2 separate regions of the Zea mays genome follow, and region 2 is linked to region 1. A link is a contact called in public Hi-C data. All regions are on one chromosome and are shown on one strand. The core of a region is the stretch at or near the end of the contact, and the rest is flanking DNA. Distances in the headings are between cores, read along the strand shown. Region 1 holds the start of LOC103645757 (probable polyol transporter 4). Region 2 holds the start of LOC100384448.

Evidence for each region. Hi-C and Micro-C count contacts between places; a contact is called where the count stands out from the background.
Region 2: a contact with region 1 is called in a Hi-C map of leaf, with 8 times the contacts expected there. The contact joins the promoter of LOC100384448 here to the promoter of LOC103645757 in region 1. A contact is called at or near these places in 5 of 25 Hi-C or Micro-C datasets (leaf and root tip).

The regions. Positions count from the first base shown.
Region 1 is chr2:1,709,576-1,712,275 of Zm-B73-REFERENCE-NAM-5.0, reverse strand. It overlaps LOC103645757 (probable polyol transporter 4), which reads left to right and starts at 1,331. Exons shown (of 3, transcript XM_035965121.1): 1 at 1,331-1,458; 2 at 1,739-2,114; 3 at 2,257-2,700. The coding sequence starts at 1,331. It overlaps LOC100381427 (N-acetylglucosaminylphosphatidylinositol de-N-acetylase family protein), which reads left to right. Exons shown (of 9, transcript NM_001361426.1): 8 at 1-29; 9 at 380-698. The coding sequence ends at 443.
Region 2 is chr2:1,898,440-1,901,139 of Zm-B73-REFERENCE-NAM-5.0, reverse strand. LOC100384448 reads right to left here and starts at 1,375. Exons shown (of 1, transcript NM_001176984.2): 1 at 303-1,375. The coding sequence starts at 1,264. The coding sequence ends at 509.

The DNA of each region.
Region 1 (2,700 bases), core at 82-2,581:
ATGGCTGCACACAGAAGTCAGTGGGTTTGGTAAGTATAAGAGTTCCATGTGTGCATTTTCATGGAGAAATCATTCTCTTCTGCCAACTTGAATAGAGTGTTGGAGATCAATTCACGTGGCCTCTATAAGTTCATAATAAAGTTTCTGATTGCATCATATTTATATCGTTCCTCGCAATGTATAACGAATCACTGACTTGCTGGTTGCTGCCATATATCATCAAAGATGGCATCTATCAATACCTTACCTGTATCAGGAAACGGTAGAGGGACCATGTTTAACTCGGTAGTTAGGGATTGTCTTTTTTTTCTCTCTCTGGAATACAGAGCAGCTCTTTTTTGAATTGAAGATAATCAGCATATTCCATGTGTCTTTGCAGGTTTAGAAGAGTGTTCGTCATGCTCTCAAGTTATACCTACATAAACATGCTACAGAAAATTTAGCACGTGATACGACGTCATATCAGAGCGAGCCGCCATTGTCGTCTCCAATGTCGTACTTGTGCGTTGTCAATTGTATATTTGTACTGTATGTATCAATGATTTTATAGGCAGTGCTCATAGGGTGACTGTACGGCTTCTTGTTCCCAATTCTCTACCATAGTATATTTGTAAGTTCTTGGGTGTGGTCAAACGATTTCTGGTTCGATTTGACGTCCTTGACGAACTGACCTGCTAACTAATCAATCCTTCCGTTCTACTGCTTCTGTCCCAAAAGATGCGATTCTGGCTTTGGATCGAGTCAAACTTAGAATGTATTAACATTGTTTTTACTCTAAATAGGTTACTATGAAAATATATTCTACACCTAATAATAATATTCGTTTGTTATTATAAATATTTGTGATGATTCGTATCATTTTTTTTTTGAACGAATGGATTATCTACCCCTGCGAGAGTCCGAAATATCTTGAAAATCACATACTACCACTCTGCTGTAGGTATTCACAAATCGCCAGGAATGAAGGGGCTCATAGGAAAGACCTCCCATTTGAAAACGCAGACCCCGACGCGATGAGTTGAACGGCGACCAAATCGCGCGTCGCGGAAAGTACGACGAACATATTAAAATCTTCTTCCTTCGTCTTCCTCTTCCGTCCTCAGATCCAGCTTCATTGCCTAGTCCACTACTAGCACGGTAGCACCATCCAGGCGCTAGAACCACTGCGATTTGGAAAGCGCGGGAAGGCAGAGCAGAGCATGATGCTCCCGAGCGCCGAGCTGTCGTCGTCCAACGGCGGCGGCGCCAGTGGCCTGGCAGCCCTGCCGGTCTTCTTGGGCAGGAAGAACAAGTACGTGCGCATGGACGACGTGCTCCCTTCGGAGCATGAAGGCGACGACGGCGGGGGCGGGGGCGGGGGCGGCGGCGCCGTCCATGTCCGTGGCCGCCAAAGCAGCAGGAGATACGTCTTCGCCTGCTCCGTCTTCGCCTCCCTCAACTCCGTGCTGCTCGGTTACGGTAAGCTTCTTGTTCTCGACTTGCGTAGCCAGTTCTTCGATTAAAAAGTACTATAGAAAAAAAATTCGCTCTTGTTTTTGGCTGTTCGTAAAGAGATTCTTGGTGATTGACTGTGCGTAGGATTTGGAGATGGTAAGCGCTGAATCGCGTTAACATTTTTTTCTCCTTAGACATCGCAATGGCTGCTGCTGCTTGTTAATTGTTACTTCTTCTTTTTAACTGTTACTGAGTAGTCTATAGTTGGCTAATGATGTTCCATAATTTCACATCCAAATGTCAGATGTCGGTGTGATGAGCGGTTGCATCCTGTTCATTCAGAGGGACCTTCACATCAACGAGGTGCAGCAGGAGGTCCTGGTGGGCTGCCTCAGCTTCATCTCCCTCCTCGGCAGCCTCACCGGCGGGAGGACATCGGACGCCGTGGGGCGGAAGTGGACCATCGGCCTCGCCGCCGTCGTCTTTCAGGCCGGCGCGGCCGTCATGACGCTCGCCCCGTCCTTCCAGGTCCTCATGGTGGGCCGCCTGCTGGCCGGCGTCGGCATCGGGTTCGGCGTCATGATCGCGCCGGTGTACATCGCCGAGATATCCCCCGCGGCGTCCAGGGGATCGTTCACGTCCTTCCCGGAGATCTTCATCAACCTCGGCATCCTCCTCGGGTACATCTCCAACTACGCTTTCTCGGGGCTCCCCGACCACATCAACTGGCGCGTCATGCTCGCCGTCGGCATCCTGCCGTCCGTGTCCATCGCTTTCGCGCTGCTCGTGATCCCGGAGTCGCCGCGGTGGCTGGTCATGCAGGGCAGGGCCGACGAGGCGCGCGCCGTGCTCCTCAGGGTCACCGACACCGAGGACGAGGCTAAGGAGAGGCTCGCCGAGATCGAGGCTGCTGCTGCGGCCGCCACGACGGGCGCCGCCGGCAAGCACGGGGACAGGAACAGGACGGTGTGGCAGGAGCTGTCGAGGCCGTCCCCGGTGATCGCCCGGATGCTCGTCACCGGAGTAGGCATCCAGTGCTTCCAGCAGATCACGGGCATCGACGCGCTGGTGTACTACAGCCCGACCATATTCCGGGACGCTGGGATCGCCACCGAGCGCCAGCTCCTCGCCGCCACGGTGGCCGTCGGGTTCTTCAAGACGGCGTTCATCGCGCTGGCCATCGTGCTGATCGACCGCGTCGGCCGGAAGCCGCTGTTGTACGTCAGCACGGTCGGCATGACCGGCTGCCTGGCGGCGCTGTCCGCC
Region 2 (2,700 bases), core at 126-2,625, 190 kb before region 1:
CAACAACCAGCAGTTGTATCAAATATGGCTTAGTCGTACAATGATATTGTAAACTCTCACTTTAGACCAAAGACTAGCCCCCACAAGGAAAAGCGAATAAGGAAACCAATTCTAGAATCCAGAGCAACGGTCTTCTGATCTTCCCACCGTTTGGAACGAATTATTGCTGAGGAATGTTGGCTGCTACACCCAAGGGTTTAAATTTCGCTGAATTTTATGGAATACCATCCTTTTTGCTGGGGTCTGAAAATTTCAACAGCAAAGGCTAGCACACCGAGGCTGTATATGGCCTAAAAAATCATGCTTTATTATATAAATAATATTTATTATATAATAAATAATCTCATAGCAAAATAGTATGCATATCGGATGTTATTTATTACAGCCATCAATTAAGCTATGGATACAGGTGCCGAAAAGAATGTACTGTACACCTCTACCACTACCACCCCCGTAGCCGTAGTCATTGGAGGCAACAACCATGCATGGCCGACAAAGGAAGGCGCATCTAGATCTTAAGCTTAAAAGTGCAGGAATTGGAGCGGATGCTCAGCTGCGTGCCTGCCTGGATATTGTCCACCACCAGGTTGCAGTTTGCCTTGCCCGTCATCGTCCACAGCCTGACGGCGCCGAACTTGATGCGGATGGGCACGCGGGCCCGCACGGTGAGCGGCACGAACCCGGCCGCCCGCTGCTGCAGCAGCTGCGCCGCGACGGCGCTGTCGAGCCGCGTCTCCCCCGCGAGCGAGATGCGCGGGTGCACGGTGGTGCGGTGGCCCTGGTACAGCGCCGGGAAGGCGCCGCTGCACAGCACGGTGCCGTTGAAGGACGCCGTCACGTCGCCGCCGTCGTAGTAGATCCCGATGCGGCGGTTCGGGTTGTCGGCCGTCACGTCCACGTCGAACGCGTCGGTCACCGTGGCCGACGTGCCGTTCACGTCGAAGCGGGTCACCGTCAGGCGGTCCACGTGGAACGTCGGGATCTTGGGCCGGAACACCAGGTACAGGATCCCCGCGGTGGCGCCCAGCGCAACGGCGAGCAAAACGAGGGCGAGGACGGTGTAGCACACGCACCGGCAGCAGCGGCTGCGCTTGCGCCGCGACGGCGGGGGCGGGGGCGGGGGCGGCGGCGCCGGGGCAGGGGCTGTCACCGGCAGCTGGTCGTGGCTGGGTTTCTTGCCGCTCCTCGACGCCTGCTCCGGCGGCGCGGACGGCGGCGGCGGCGAGCCCGCGCTCACTGGGTGGATCCTGTGGTAGTCTGCCATGCTCGTATCGTACGTGTGCACGCGCTCCTCTCAAACCCGCGGCGCGCGCGGTCCTGTACGAAAAATGCACGAACGCAAGCAGCCGCTGCACGACTCGATCGCTTGAGCTATAAATGTCGTCTCGTCTCGGTGCTCAGTCTTCTATATATGTCGCCATGTCTCTGGTTGTGGTTGGTATGGCTTCTAGACGGCTGCCCTTGACTTATTCGCGCCATGGGCCATGGCGGCGTGGGTGTTGACTTCCACGCTCTTGCCTTTTCCCTCCCGTGTCCTGTCCTGCTTCCTGGAAGAAGAACTGGACGGATCACATGTCTGCCTTTTGTGTTCTTTCTCCCTGTGGGGATGAGTTTTTTTTTTTTTTTTTGACCGACCGGACCGGACCGGACCACGCCACGCGTTCTGCTTCTAGTTGAAGCATGTAAGTCGTGCATGTGGTCAGGCCATGCATCTGTTGTCGTGTCGCGGTTCGACACGCATGCATATCGCGCCACCGTACCAACGCGCACGCGTATGCTTGCGATCGCCGGGGCATGATATATAGAGGAGTCGCCGTCGTCAGCACGAGACCACCTGCACTCCTGCAGCTGCAGGATCGGAGCATGTACGGTTCAGCCATGCACCGATGAACGCCATCGTCGTCGTCATCCCTGTCGGTATATAGAGGAGTCACACGGGAACAGATGCCTAATCATCCCTGCACCTGCACCTAAGCATGCCTGATTTGACCTGACCACCGGCTAGGTTGTTAACGCGTTGAACGTTCTTCACAGGGCATCCGGAACCTGGCCTGTTTTCGTCCGTGAAGACGTGATCAGCGGTTGCAGTTACGGCAAACTTTCCCACGGCACGCTAGTTATCCATAAAAAACACTATCTTCGTAGTTCCATATGCTATAATTATGGTCCACGTGATATATAAATTATATATTATCAAATTACGGTACCTGTGATTAAATTTGATACTCGCGCCCAATCCACGTCTCTACGAATCTCCGGCCCTCACGTAACCACGGGTGACTTTTTTTGTACCCTTTATTCAAATCCATCAGGTGCAAAAACCGTGGGTAAAATTGCCATCTAGTTAACAAGTTTCACTGACTGAATCAACCATATTTCACATGAATAGTTTTTCGCTACTCATGCCGAATCTTACTTTGTATAGTAAGTAAATAAACAGATGCTCTAAAAGAGTGTAGCCAATGGATATAAAATAAAGTACATATAAAATAAAGCAATTCCTCAATTTCGAATCATAAGTCATCGTCGTAAAGCTTTTATTATATATTTAGATAGAACCTATATCAATTCAAAACATTAACAATATATCTATAAAAAAATAAAAATAACTTATAATTTAAAACATAGGCACTTTATTGCTAAGCTTATCTGGATAACAAGTACGAAAAGGAAAGAACAGTATATTCAGAAAACACCAGA